4 separate regions of the Sus scrofa genome follow, and all the other regions are linked to region 1. A link is a contact called in public Hi-C, HiChIP or PLAC-seq and promoter capture Hi-C data. All regions are on one chromosome and are shown on one strand. Each heading gives the region's core, a stretch centred on a gene start, on an enhancer-like site or on the middle of the called end of the contact. The rest is flanking DNA. Distances are from core to core; before and after follow the strand shown.

Region 1 (2,739 bases), core at 93-2,592:
CATGTATAAAGTGCTCCTAGGGGGCAAAGATCAGTTTAACACGCTCATTCTCAAGCACTCTATCCTCTAGTAGAGGGTTGGCTTGATTATGCACACACAGAAGTACAAGGCCACAAGACATGCATTAATGCAATGAAATAGGTCTTGGAGAGCGTGGTACTTGGACTGGAACTTAAGGACAATAGAATTTTTGCCGCAACTGAGCTGCTGGGGGAGCAATATGAGCACAAAGGAGACCAACTAGTTTCCTACCTTGTCCTTCAGGTGAAGGCTGGGCATCATATTTGAAGAGTTGGTACAGATGTTAAAGATCATTGGTCCAACTTCTCATTTAATACAGGGTCCATTCTAGTTGAATGAAGAAAGAAATCAGGAGGTAATTCGAGGTGAAGAAAGGTGACTACTGCAGAAAAACCATGGTCCAGGGTAAAGTACGTTGGATTGGTTTATGGATTTGCTTTCCATCTTGCTTCTGTCTGAGAGCTCTTCCAGAAAGGGGTTCTTTCACTGTTCCAAGGTTGTCACATACATACTACAGTGAACGTATGTGAAGCTTGGCGTGCATTAGAAAGTCCACGTTACCTTCTCCTCAATATTCTGGCTTTAATTCCTACTCCCTTTTCAAGGCTCTGCTCAGAACTGGCTGCGGTGGACAGTCATGCTCTTTGGTTCCCTCTATCTTGACACTGCACTGAGTGACCTGCTCACAAGTCCTTCTCCTCACCAGTTCATGAATTCCTAGAGCGGGTGGTGGTGTCTGATTTCTGTAACCCCAAAACCTGGCTCAGTGCACAAGTCTAACAGTAGGTCAGTAGCTAAGAGCGCTGGCCTTGAAAATCACATCATCAAAGGTTGAATCTTGGCTCTGCCACTTACTAGGTACCAGACTCTGGGCAAAAATTGTAACCTGCTCCCTGGACCTCAGTTTCTTTAGGTGCAAAGTGGGTACAGTAATTAAAACTACTTCATAGGCTGTAGTGAGGTGTTCGAAAAGAACTCAAGCACTTAACTCATATACCAGTGCCTGGCACACAGGAATTCTGAACAGAAAATTACTATGAAGTTTTCTACACGTTTGTTGCATAAGAAGCTAAAGCTGTAAATAACTACATGTATTTCTTAAAAGGGCCACGTTCTTGCCCGGAAACTGCTAAGCCCTTGGTGACTTGACACTTACCTCTGGGGCTACAGAGCGAGCGCCTTCTGTCAACAGGCAGTAAGCTCCGAGACCCTCCGGGAGAGGGCGGGGCTCTATAGCCCGGCCCCAGAGGGGCGGGCCCGGCGCGCGGTCACGTGAGGCGCAGGAGGCGGGTCTTTGCGCCCGCCGATCACGCGGTCTGTGTTGACACTTCCGGGTGGCACCTAAGTGAGGCGGCGGGGCAGGGGCTGGCAGCTCCGACGGCAACCATGGCGTATACCGGCCTCACGGTGCCTCTCATCGTGATGAGCGTGTTCTGGGGCTTCGTCGGCTTCCTGGTTCCCTGGTTCATCCCTAAGGGTCCCAACCGGGGGTAAGTGCGCCAGGCCTGCCTGGGGTGGGACGCGCGGTGAGGACCGGCCGGGCCGGGCGGGGGAGAGGGCGACCCTGCACTGGTCAGAGACCTTCCCCGGGTAGTCCTGCAGTCCAGAGTCAGGCCCCGAGCCGCGTGCAGCCCCGCAGTTTCCTTATCTCAGCAGCCTCCATGTCTCCCGGCCCGAGCGTGAGGAGTTTGACCTCCGCCAGACCCTCGAGAAGGAGTTTTAGGGGAATTTTTTCTCACCACGTCCCTCTGTAGGACGGTACAGTCGGAAATGGGTTTATATCGATTCAAAAGAGAAGTTGCGGTTCGTCCCTAGACGACTATTGCCTCTTTAGCCCTGCCGTCCACCCAAATGAGGCCTCGTTTGCCTAATCTTTGAAGGAACGGATCAAATAAATAAAACAGAAATGGCCCTCTCTGCCTCGCAGCCTCTCGCAGTTGCACAGGACAAGCTTGTGCAATGACATTGAGCCCAGGCCTTGCATCTAGTGGGCGCCAGGAGGTAGCTGGGGCCTGATCTAAAGCGAGATTAATTACCGAAGAGCTGGAGGTATTGTTTAGAAACCCCTGCGTCATACCTTTTGGAGGGCGCTGGTATGTGAGTGTAACAAGCTCTTAGAAGCTTAAGAGATCCTTAAGAAAGGCTTTTAAGGAGACTTTTTTCCCAGACTTCTTTGTTAGATAGAGATTTATCTGTTTGGTAAGTAAACTTTTTAAAAATTGTGGTGTGAAGCAGAGTGTTCTCAAAGGAACTCTGAAACACCCTCTTTCTGGTTCCTCTTTTGCCTTTTAGTCATTTTCTTCTCACTGTAAGATCATGTGGGGTGAAACTTAGATTGAATTCACAGTTTGGGGGAGCACCATCTCTTGTTTTATTCTTTGAAACTAATTGGTGGCTTCATAGTGTTTTGCATGTATAGTGGACATTCAATAAATTCTTATTTTTTAGTTTTTTTATTTTAGGGCCGCACCCACAGCATATGGAGGTTCCCAGGCTAGGGGTCTAATTGGAGCTGTAGTTGCTGGCCTACGCTACAGGACAGTAATAACAGATTCAAGCCGCATCTGCAACCTACACCACAGCTTAGTGCAACGCCAGATCTTTAACCCACTGAGTGAGGCCAGAGATCAAACCTGCGTCCTCATGGATGCTAGTCAGATTGTTTCTGCTGAGCCATGGTGGGTACTCCCATTCAAAAATATTTGTTGAGTGGATAAT
Region 2 (2,840 bases), core at 104-2,603, 140 kb after region 1:
CACAGGTAACAGCCTGGACTTGCAATTAGCCTGAAGTGGGGGGTGGGCAAGGCCATCTTGGAGGACTGAGCCCCCCATCTGTGGCATCTGCTGCTCCCTTCAAGTGGGTAGTGTCAGAATTGAGCTGAATTGTTGGATACCCAGCTGGTGTTGGAGAATTACTTTACATGGGGGATAAACCCCAGAATTGGTGTGTGACTGGCATGTCTGGGGACTAGCAAGGGAGCCAGTGTGGCTGGGGCAGGGTGGGAAGATCGAGAGAGAAGGACCACAGGTGGTCAGAGAGACGGTGAAGGACAAAATCACGAATGGCCTTGCAGGTCCCTGGAAGGACTGGCCTTGTACTCTGAGGGACATGGGGAGCCATTGGGACTTTTGAGCAGAGGAGCGACTTGATATGATTTATGCGTTGATAACAATGTGAAGGGGACACAGGCAGAACAGGGAGACCAGTTAGGAGGTCAGTTGGCAGCCGTCCGGGTGGCGGTGATGGTGGCTTGTACCTGGCTGATGGCAGGACTTACATAGTGGTGAGAGAGAGTCATATTCTGAATGTATTTTGAAGAGAAAACCAACCAGACAAGGTTTCCTGAAGGAAGGGCTATCATTCTTGAAGGATGGAGAGCAAAGAACTATGACATGTTGGCCTAAGTGACTGAAGGAGGAAGGAGATCAGGAATTGGGTTTTGGACACGTGGGTGTAGGTGCGTTTATGTGCCAGCAAGGCCTTGCTGGAGGCAATCTGGGACCGTGACTCAATTTGGAGATGCTTCTAAGGAAAAAAAAGATTCAAAAAAATAAGATAGTAAAATGTAAAATAAGCTCTGTTTTCTTCCTTGGCGAATGGTGGTCTCCTGGGGGCCCTGCCTGTGAGTTTGCCCAAATTGTGTTTCTTCCACTAAGCAAGGGCAGAATAAAAATAGCTGGGGGCTAATCTAAGAGATACCAGACCGGAGTCTCAGCCACGCTGTCAGGAATGAAGGGCTGCAGGCTGGGCTGAGGGGAGGTGGGTGTTAACCACCCTACCCCCCCAATCCCCAAAAGGGCCTGTGGTGTTGGTCAGTGTTTTCAATGGACCACAGTGCATGGTGGTCACAAGTGGGGCCTTTGGGTCAACAGCACTCTTCCTTGCCTGTATGTCCTGGGCAAGGATCGCGCCTCCGTGATTTGCTCATCTGGAGCACAGAACAGCCAACAGCCCCGACCTCTTAGGAGCACTGGGAAGATTTAAGGACAAAGCTCAGGCCAGGAGCTCATGCTGTGACCCTGATGAACACTGCATCCGTTCCCCTTTCTCGCTGGGGCTTTATTTGAGGAAATGGCTCAGGCCAAGAAGGGGGTGCCGAGGTTGTTGAGTCAGGACCCGGTTTGGAGGAGAGCTTCTCACATGGCAAAGTGTCGACAGTGGGACAGAGCAGGCCAGGGCACACTGGCCATCTTTCCCAGTCCATCCGCCCCCCAAAGTCAATGGGTAGAATTAGCTCAGTGTAAAATATTCTCTTTTTTCTTATCCTTAAATCCTCGCTCTCCTCCTCCTCCCCCAGTGGTTTTGTTTCCTGGCAATGTGCTCCTGGATGAAATGAATCCAGAACGTCGCTAATGAACATGGGCTGAAAAATGAGGAAATGACCCGTCATTTTTAATCTGACAGCTTGACTGGTATGAAAAACAAGTGTGCTCCTGACAGAAATGTCATGGTTTCTAAGAAGGGTGTTCCTGGTTGGTTCCTCTTCCGTGGTGTTCTCTGCCTCCGGAACAGGCTTGCAAACCAGTTGATGAGACAACCAAGGGAGGGGTAGTGGTTAGACTCTGCCTGGTCCCAGCTGCCTTCCTGAATGACCTCAGTCTATTCCAGAATCTTTTGGAGTGCAAGCACTGGCTATACTCTGTGCTGGGTGCTGAGACAAAAGAGGAAGATTCCACCTGCCTTGTGCAGCCTGATGGAGACAGACCTGGAGCCAGAGAGTTAGACTAGAGGGTGGTAAGTGTCCTAGACTGGGTCCCAGAAACCCTGGGAGCCCCAAGTGACCACTCCTTTAGACTGCTTAGAAACAACCAGTGGCGGTCAAAATAAAGCTAATGCTAAATGATTGTAATGAGATCCAAAAGCAGTATTTGGGGATGTGTTTATGTTCAGCAGGTGATGATAATAAATTCACTGAGTGATCACTTATTATGTCGCTTAATCCAAGGATTCTACCAGGTAGGTGGTGTCACCACAGTTGAGGCAATTGAGGGCCAGAAAGGACCAGAAACATACCCCAGGTCACATAGCTGGGAACTGGTGGATCAAGGATTAAAATCAGGCAGTTGGCTTCCAGAGCCTCCGAATTCTCTGAACAACAGGAATAAGGGAAGCCAACTAAGCTGTAGGGACAGAGGGACTAGTTGCTCCCTCTTCATGCAGACTCCACTGAGCAGCCATAATCATTTAAAAGGGAGGGTGGAGATGAGGCATTGAGGGGTGCAGGGATTAAGATCCCTGTGTGAGGATACCTGCTGACCTGGGCTCAGCACAGGGAGTTCAGAACCAGGCAGTCACCTAAGCAAAGGAGGGAATTCATTGGCTCATATAACAGAAAGTGGCTTTTAGGTACAGCTGGATCCAGGTGCTCTAACAGCAATATTAAGAACTGGTCTCCTTTCATCTCTCCTCCATATTTCCTCCATGTTGGTTTTATTCTCAAGACTTTCCCCAGGTGGCCAGTCTCTCCCACCCTCCATGGGACAGCCTCAGACTTACATCCACTTAGCTTGGAATCCCAGAAGAGAGAGCCTTTTCCCTGAGTTCCTGAAAATCCCTCTGTGGGTCCCTGCACTAGTTCTGCCACCAGAGGGGC
Region 3 (2,842 bases), core at 239-2,738, 230 kb after region 1:
CCGTGACTCAGACCGAATCCCAGTGAGGCCAGAAGTGCAAGTCAGGAACCCTGTTCTGCATCAGAAGAGCAAAGGGGTCCTTCAAAGAGGGCCTTTGTTTGGACGGCATTGGTGTTTTTGAAAAGCTCTGCGTTAGTGGCCAACATTTGAAAATCAAATTTCATGTTAAATTTAGATTTCTGCTTCTCTTGGAAAAAATCAAGTCCTCGTCCCTGTAAGGCAACCCATCGGCTGGCCCGCTGCCTCCTCTAGCCTGGATGTTTTGCTGCCAGGGCCCCGCAATCCCCACCGCTCCATCCTGACGGGTCAGCTTCATTCACTGACTAATGTACAAGCCGGAGAGATAAGAGTTAAGAGCATAGACAAGCTAGAGCAGTTTCGAATTTTACCTCCTGATTGTATGACTTGGACAAGTTAGCAAAACTGCTGCCTTAGTTTACAAACCTGTGAAACGGGAGCAATAATAGTACCTGTCCCAAAGGGCTATTGGGGGAAGCATAAAGGAGTCACATATAAAAGTGGTTGGTGGGATTTCCTGCTATGGCGCAGGGGGTTAATGATCTGTCTTGTTTCTGCCACACTGCCGATTCGACCCCTGGCCTAGCACAGCGGGTTAAGGATTTGGCGTTGCCTCCGCTGTGTTGTAGGTGGCAGACACGGCTTGAATTTGAGACCCCTGGCCCTGGAACTTCCATGTGCCACAGGTGCAGCCAAAAAAGGAAGAAAAAAAAGTGGCCTGGGCTCCTATGGTCAATATCCTATAATAAACCATAATGGAAAAGAATATACAAAAGAATATATGTATTCTTTTATATACATATTCAGATATATATATTCTTTTATGTATATTCTTTGCTTACCTTACTCTACCGCAAAACCTAACACAACTAACACAACATGCAAATCAACTATGCGTCAGCTAAAACAATACTTTTGTAAAAAAATAGAGCCTGGTGCGTTGAAACGTTGTAAAATGTTAGCTATTATTATAATTATTTCTGGGTGTAAATATTTGCATTTTTTTCCCGCTCACAGTGAAAAAGGCTTTTTCTTCTTGAACCCCCACACTCTGTTTCAATCCGATTTCGTGCGTGTGCAGAGAAGGTTCAGAACTTGTCCAAGATGCTGGAAGAAGCCAGACGAGCAAAGGAAGGACCCCACCCTGAACCTGGGCCGCCTCCCGCCCTGGCTGGACCTCTGGGGGCCACCACTCCTGGCCGGGAACCTGAGCTGACCTGGGGAATCACTGAGCAGGCTGTCACTCAGTGTCCCCAACACCCTGGCCTGTCAGGCTGAGCCCAGGTCCTCCTGCTCAGCACCAGACACTTCCAGACCCTGGAGTCGGGAGGCCGCGGAAACAAAGGCCTTTATCTCCCGCGGGCTCTCCTCGGCTCAGCTGGGCTGCTGGGCCCGGCTCTGGACAGCATAAAAAGTCAGGCTCAGATGACAGAGGCAGAATTTAGAGCCCTTTCGGATGGCAGCTGGGATTCAAGCTGTCAGCTGGAGGCAAGTGATCACAGTCGGGCTGGTGGGGACCGTGGTGCGTGCGAGAGGGCAGGGCTGACGCTGTGCAGAGCTCCCAGCCACCCCGGGCCGCCTTCTATTTATAATTCCCCTGATAATAGGGCCCATTCATCCCCTCGGCAGGCCACTAATTGCTCTGGAGCAGAGGGATGACAGCCTAATTATTAACTTCACAAAAATTAAAGTTGGGCCGTGTCAACAGGGTCCATTTGCTGTCACCCAGATGCAATTCGTTGCCCTTCATTGTGGCAAAGGGCAGTTAGAAAAAAACGACAACAACAACAAAAAAACAAACGAACCCCCTGGCCTGGGTCCAGCGCCAGCAGACTTTTATTTTATGGCCTCAAATTATCTTGGGGAGGCTCTGCTTCCAGGAGACAGAATGCCTCTTTCCTCTTGGCCGTAACTGTGGTCAGGCTGCCATAGCTCCCTTGACGGGAGGTGACATCTTGTCCCCGGCAACGTGGGATCTGAGAGGCAGAAGGGACCTTCGTGAGAATACAAACCGCTGGGCCCACTTCGGTCCACGGATATGTTTTCTTTGGCGAGCAGAATGTTTTAAGAAACTTTTTAAAAAATTGAAGCAAAATTCCTACGACAGAAAAGTCACCATTTTATTTATTTATTTATTTTTGGCTTTTTGCCTTTTCTAGGGCCGCTCCTGCGGCATATGGAGGTTCCCAGCCTAGGGGTCGAATCGGAGCTGTAGCCGCTGGCCTACACCAGAGCCACAGCAACGCGGGATCCAAGCCGCGTCTGCAACCCACACCACAGTTCACGGCAACGCCGGATCGTTAACCCACTGAGCAAGGGCAGGGACCGAACCCGCAACCTCATGGTTCCTAGTCGGATTCGTTAACCACTGCGCCACGACAGGAACGCCAAAAATCACCATTTTAGAGTGTACAGTTCAGTGGCATTGAGTACTTCCACGACGTTGGACAATTGTCACCTCCATCGAGTTTTAAAACATTCTGATCACCCCAGAAGGAAACTCCTCTCTCCCTCCCCCCAGACCCTGGCTACCACCACCACCAAGGCTCTTCACCTATTCTGGACGTGTTATATCAACAGAATCCTATGACAGGTGACCCTTTGTGACCGGCTGCCTTCACGTTGCATGAGGTTTTCAAAGTCCATCACGTTGCTGCATGCTCTGGGACTTCATTCTTTTTTAAAGTGCAGAATCATTTTAGTAAGCTTTTGAATTCACTGGTAATAGCCGTCTTGAGCTGTAATCCACATACCATCCAAGCCACCCGCCAAAGCATACAGCTCCGAAGATCTCACAACGGGTCACAGTTCCAGGGGTGTCCAG
Region 4 (2,700 bases), core at 200-2,699, 210 kb after region 1:
TAAGCAACGGAAAACATGGGAGATACTTTGTTGTGTGGCTCCATTATTTCTACATGTAGATTTTACATAATTGAGATCACAGAACATATATTTTTTCCACTTAGTATAAAATTGTAAGCATTTTCCCATGTCATCAAATACTCTTCAAATTTAATCTTGGTGGCTGAGCTTCCTGTGGTGGCCCAGGGGGTCTTGCAGGTTCACAGACCCTTCTTTGGAGGGGTCTCCATCTCCCGGAGGCCCAGGGGAGGGGTAGGCTCTGAGGTGGACACACCTTGCAGCCGGGGGGTCAGAGACTTGTACAGCTCAGGGTTTGCTCTTCACTGGGCTGTTTGTGGCTGGTCTTCGTGGTCGTCTGAGGGAGAGGGAGCACAGTGACTCCCTTCTGCAGTGACTGTACGGAGGCCTGTGTGACAAAGTGACATGAGACTCCAAACTAAAATAGCATTGCTCAGGAGTTCCCCTCAGGGTGCAGCAGAAATGAATCCGACTAGGAACCATGAGGTTGTGGGTTCGATCCCTGGCCTTACTCAGTGGGTTAAGGATCGGGCGTTGCCACGAGCTGTGGTGTAGGTCGCAGACGTGGCTCAGATCCTGCGTTGCTATGGCCGTGGGGTAGGCCGGCAGCTGTAGCTCCAATTCGACCCCTAGCCTGGGAACCTCCATATGCCGCGAGTGCAGCCCTAAAAAGCAAAAAATTAAAAATTAAAAATAAAATAAAATAAAATAATATTGTTCCTAATTCGTTGGGTTCTCCAGTCAGCAGGGGTCTTGTTCACTGCCTCCCCTGGATTGTGCCGAGATGACAAATGCTTCCATTCCCCATTCCTGCTGGTTTGCTCTGGACTCTTCCTCTTCCCTCTTCCTGGATAGACAGAGTGGTAATGATGCTCCCACCGGGGATCAAATGTCCTTTTTTTTTCCCATTTTTTCTTTTTGCTTGTTAGGGCCACACTTGAGGCATATGGAAATTCCCGGGCTAGGGGCTGAATCGGAGCTGCAGGTGCCAGCCTACCTCACAGCCACAGCAACGCCAGATCTAATCGGAGTCTGTGACCCACACTGCAGGTCACCACAACGCCGGATCCTTAACCCACTGAGCGAGGCCAGGGATTGAATCGAATCCACGTCCTCACGGATACTAGTCAGGTTCATAACCCGCTGAGCCACAGTGGGAACACTAGTAGGATCGAATTTCTTGGGTGCTCCCCCAGGACGTATTTCTGAGGTCCAGCCCCCACCATTGCTTCTGAGCCCCACTGTGGCCTCACCTGATCAGCGTCCATCCACAGCGGTCCAGCCCGAGTCAACTCCAGGGCCGCCGGGCTCTGTCTGCAGTGGCGTCTGAGCGAGGGACCACCTCCTGACAGGCAGAAGGGATGAGTGTCCAGGGCCCTTCAGAAGCAGGGACAATAGGACGAATCACAGAGTGTGTGAGGACAGATGTGACTAGCTGGGGATGGCGTGTCCGTCAAGCAGAGTATCAGGGAGCGCACTGGACAGGGCAGGGAGGGGCCTGAGCTCTTTGCACCATCTCCAGCAGCCCTAATGAAATGTGCTGTTTGAACAGGATGGCTAATGACGGCAAGCCCACCAGCTTCTCCCAGATGACTGGTTGTCTCCGCAGGAGCTGTGCCTACATTGTTGGGAACCTCAGTGGTAACCACGCAGTGCTGCCGGTGTGTCCGATCTGAGTGCAAGAGTCTGGGGATGGTGGACACACACCAGACTGTGCCCAGGACCTGAAGGTGGGAGGAACATGGGAGAGGCCCTGACCTCCCAGACTGGAGGACCAGAAGGACACCAGTGATGATAATAATACCCAGAAGATAAAAAAAGCGAACAAACAAACAACCTAGATGATTCCACGTTTATCATCACGTCTCAATTAAGACTGGGAGACCAGGTTCACACTGCTGCAGCTCAGAATTCTCATGGTGTTTCCAGAAAAACCATCCTTCCTAGGCAGAGTGGTGATTAGAGGTGTTTTCATCAGGGCTCTGTCCTCCAGTTGCTCCCCACTCCCCTGCTTTGTGCTGGCTTTCTCTCAGCCCGGGCCACCCAGGGGCAGTGGGCTGCCGAAGGGGGCAGCCCCCGCAGCTGCTCCCTCCAAATTCTCTGGGATTCCAGGCCGGGCGCTGGGTGATTACACTGCTGTTATCTGGGATTAGCTATTTTCGCTCCCTGTATTTATATCATGGAAGCTGCAGCGTGATGCTGCCAGATGCCAACATAGGCAAACTGTGCCTTCCTTTTGGACCCACCTGCTGTTCTGCTCACACCCGGCAAGGTGGCAGTTGGTGGGGCCAGACCTGCCAAGCCCTCTGCCCCCTCCCCTTCCCCAAACGGCCAGAGACATCAACTGAGACGCACAGAGGGGCTGAGCTCAGGGGTCACTGGCAAAGGCTGGACCCAGGCTCGGGAGAGGCGGGGGCAGGAGGGCCCGGGGGCTGGCAGCGTTCCCTGCAGAAGACGCCTGTCCTGTCACTGTCCTAATCCCCTGAAGTCTCCGAGTCTAGGAAGCCGCTTGCCTGCCCCCCACCCCTGTTCCACTCCCACCCATGAGCCCTTCCCTACTTGCATGTAGGGTGTGCTGAAGAGCCCTCGTTTTAGGCTGCCTGGAAAAGCGCCAAGTGCCCTCGAGTCCAAAACATAAGTGCAGAAGGATTAAAAAGCCCTGCTCGGTTTAGCCTGGGTCCC

Evidence for each region. Promoter capture Hi-C pulls out the DNA fragments that hold promoters and counts their contacts. A called contact is a pair of places that touch in the nucleus more often than the background predicts. HiChIP or PLAC-seq counts read pairs in DNA pulled down with a chosen protein or histone mark.
Region 2: an H3K27ac HiChIP or PLAC-seq map of alveolar macrophages shows a contact between it and region 1. The contact joins the enhancer-like site here to the promoter of ATP6V0E1 in region 1. A contact is called at or near these places in 1 of 5 promoter capture datasets (fetal liver), 16 of 47 Hi-C or Micro-C datasets (alveolar macrophages, blood, embryonic fibroblasts and 8 more) and 2 of 2 datasets of contacts at active chromatin or transcription factors (alveolar macrophages and skeletal muscle).
Region 3: a contact with region 1 is called in a promoter capture Hi-C map of fetal skeletal muscle, with 5 times the contacts expected there. The contact joins the enhancer-like site here to the promoter of ATP6V0E1 in region 1. A contact is called at or near these places in 3 of 5 promoter capture datasets (fetal liver, fetal skeletal muscle and liver), 24 of 47 Hi-C or Micro-C datasets (adipose tissue, alveolar macrophages, blood and 11 more) and 2 of 2 datasets of contacts at active chromatin or transcription factors (alveolar macrophages and skeletal muscle).
Region 4: a contact with region 1 is called in a Hi-C map of retroperitoneal adipose tissue, with 5 times the contacts expected there. The contact joins the enhancer-like site here to the promoter of ATP6V0E1 in region 1. A contact is called at or near these places in 2 of 5 promoter capture datasets (liver and skeletal muscle), 26 of 47 Hi-C or Micro-C datasets (adipose tissue, alveolar macrophages, blood and 13 more) and 2 of 2 datasets of contacts at active chromatin or transcription factors (alveolar macrophages and skeletal muscle).

Annotation. Positions count from the first base shown.
Region 1 is chr16:51,259,274-51,262,012 of Sscrofa11.1, reverse strand. ATP6V0E1 (ATPase H+ transporting V0 subunit e1) reads left to right here and starts at 1,342. Exons shown (of 3, transcript NM_001044579.1): 1 at 1,342-1,511. The coding sequence starts at 1,408.
Region 2 is chr16:51,120,629-51,123,468 of Sscrofa11.1, reverse strand. No RefSeq gene overlaps it. Among named protein-coding and RNA genes, the nearest start is that of BNIP1, 18 kb to the left of the region's middle. Within about 2 kb of position 1,353, at least 6 of the 83 cell types and tissues checked have an H3K27ac peak or open chromatin away from gene starts, as enhancers often do. A contact at or near this core is called in alveolar macrophages and omental adipose tissue, where this site is marked.
Region 3 is chr16:51,031,922-51,034,763 of Sscrofa11.1, reverse strand. No RefSeq gene overlaps it. Among named protein-coding and RNA genes, the nearest start is that of STC2, 44 kb to the right of the region's middle. Within about 2 kb of position 1,488, at least 17 of the 83 cell types and tissues checked have an H3K27ac peak or open chromatin away from gene starts, as enhancers often do. A contact at or near this core is called in brain, fetal skeletal muscle and skeletal muscle, where this site is marked.
Region 4 is chr16:51,048,525-51,051,224 of Sscrofa11.1, reverse strand. LOC110257268 (a long non-coding RNA gene) reads left to right here. Exons shown (of 4, transcript XR_002339663.1): 4 at 1,571-2,700. Among named protein-coding and RNA genes, the nearest start is that of NKX2-5, 36 kb to the left of the region's middle. Within about 2 kb of position 1,449, at least 4 of the 83 cell types and tissues checked have an H3K27ac peak or open chromatin away from gene starts, as enhancers often do.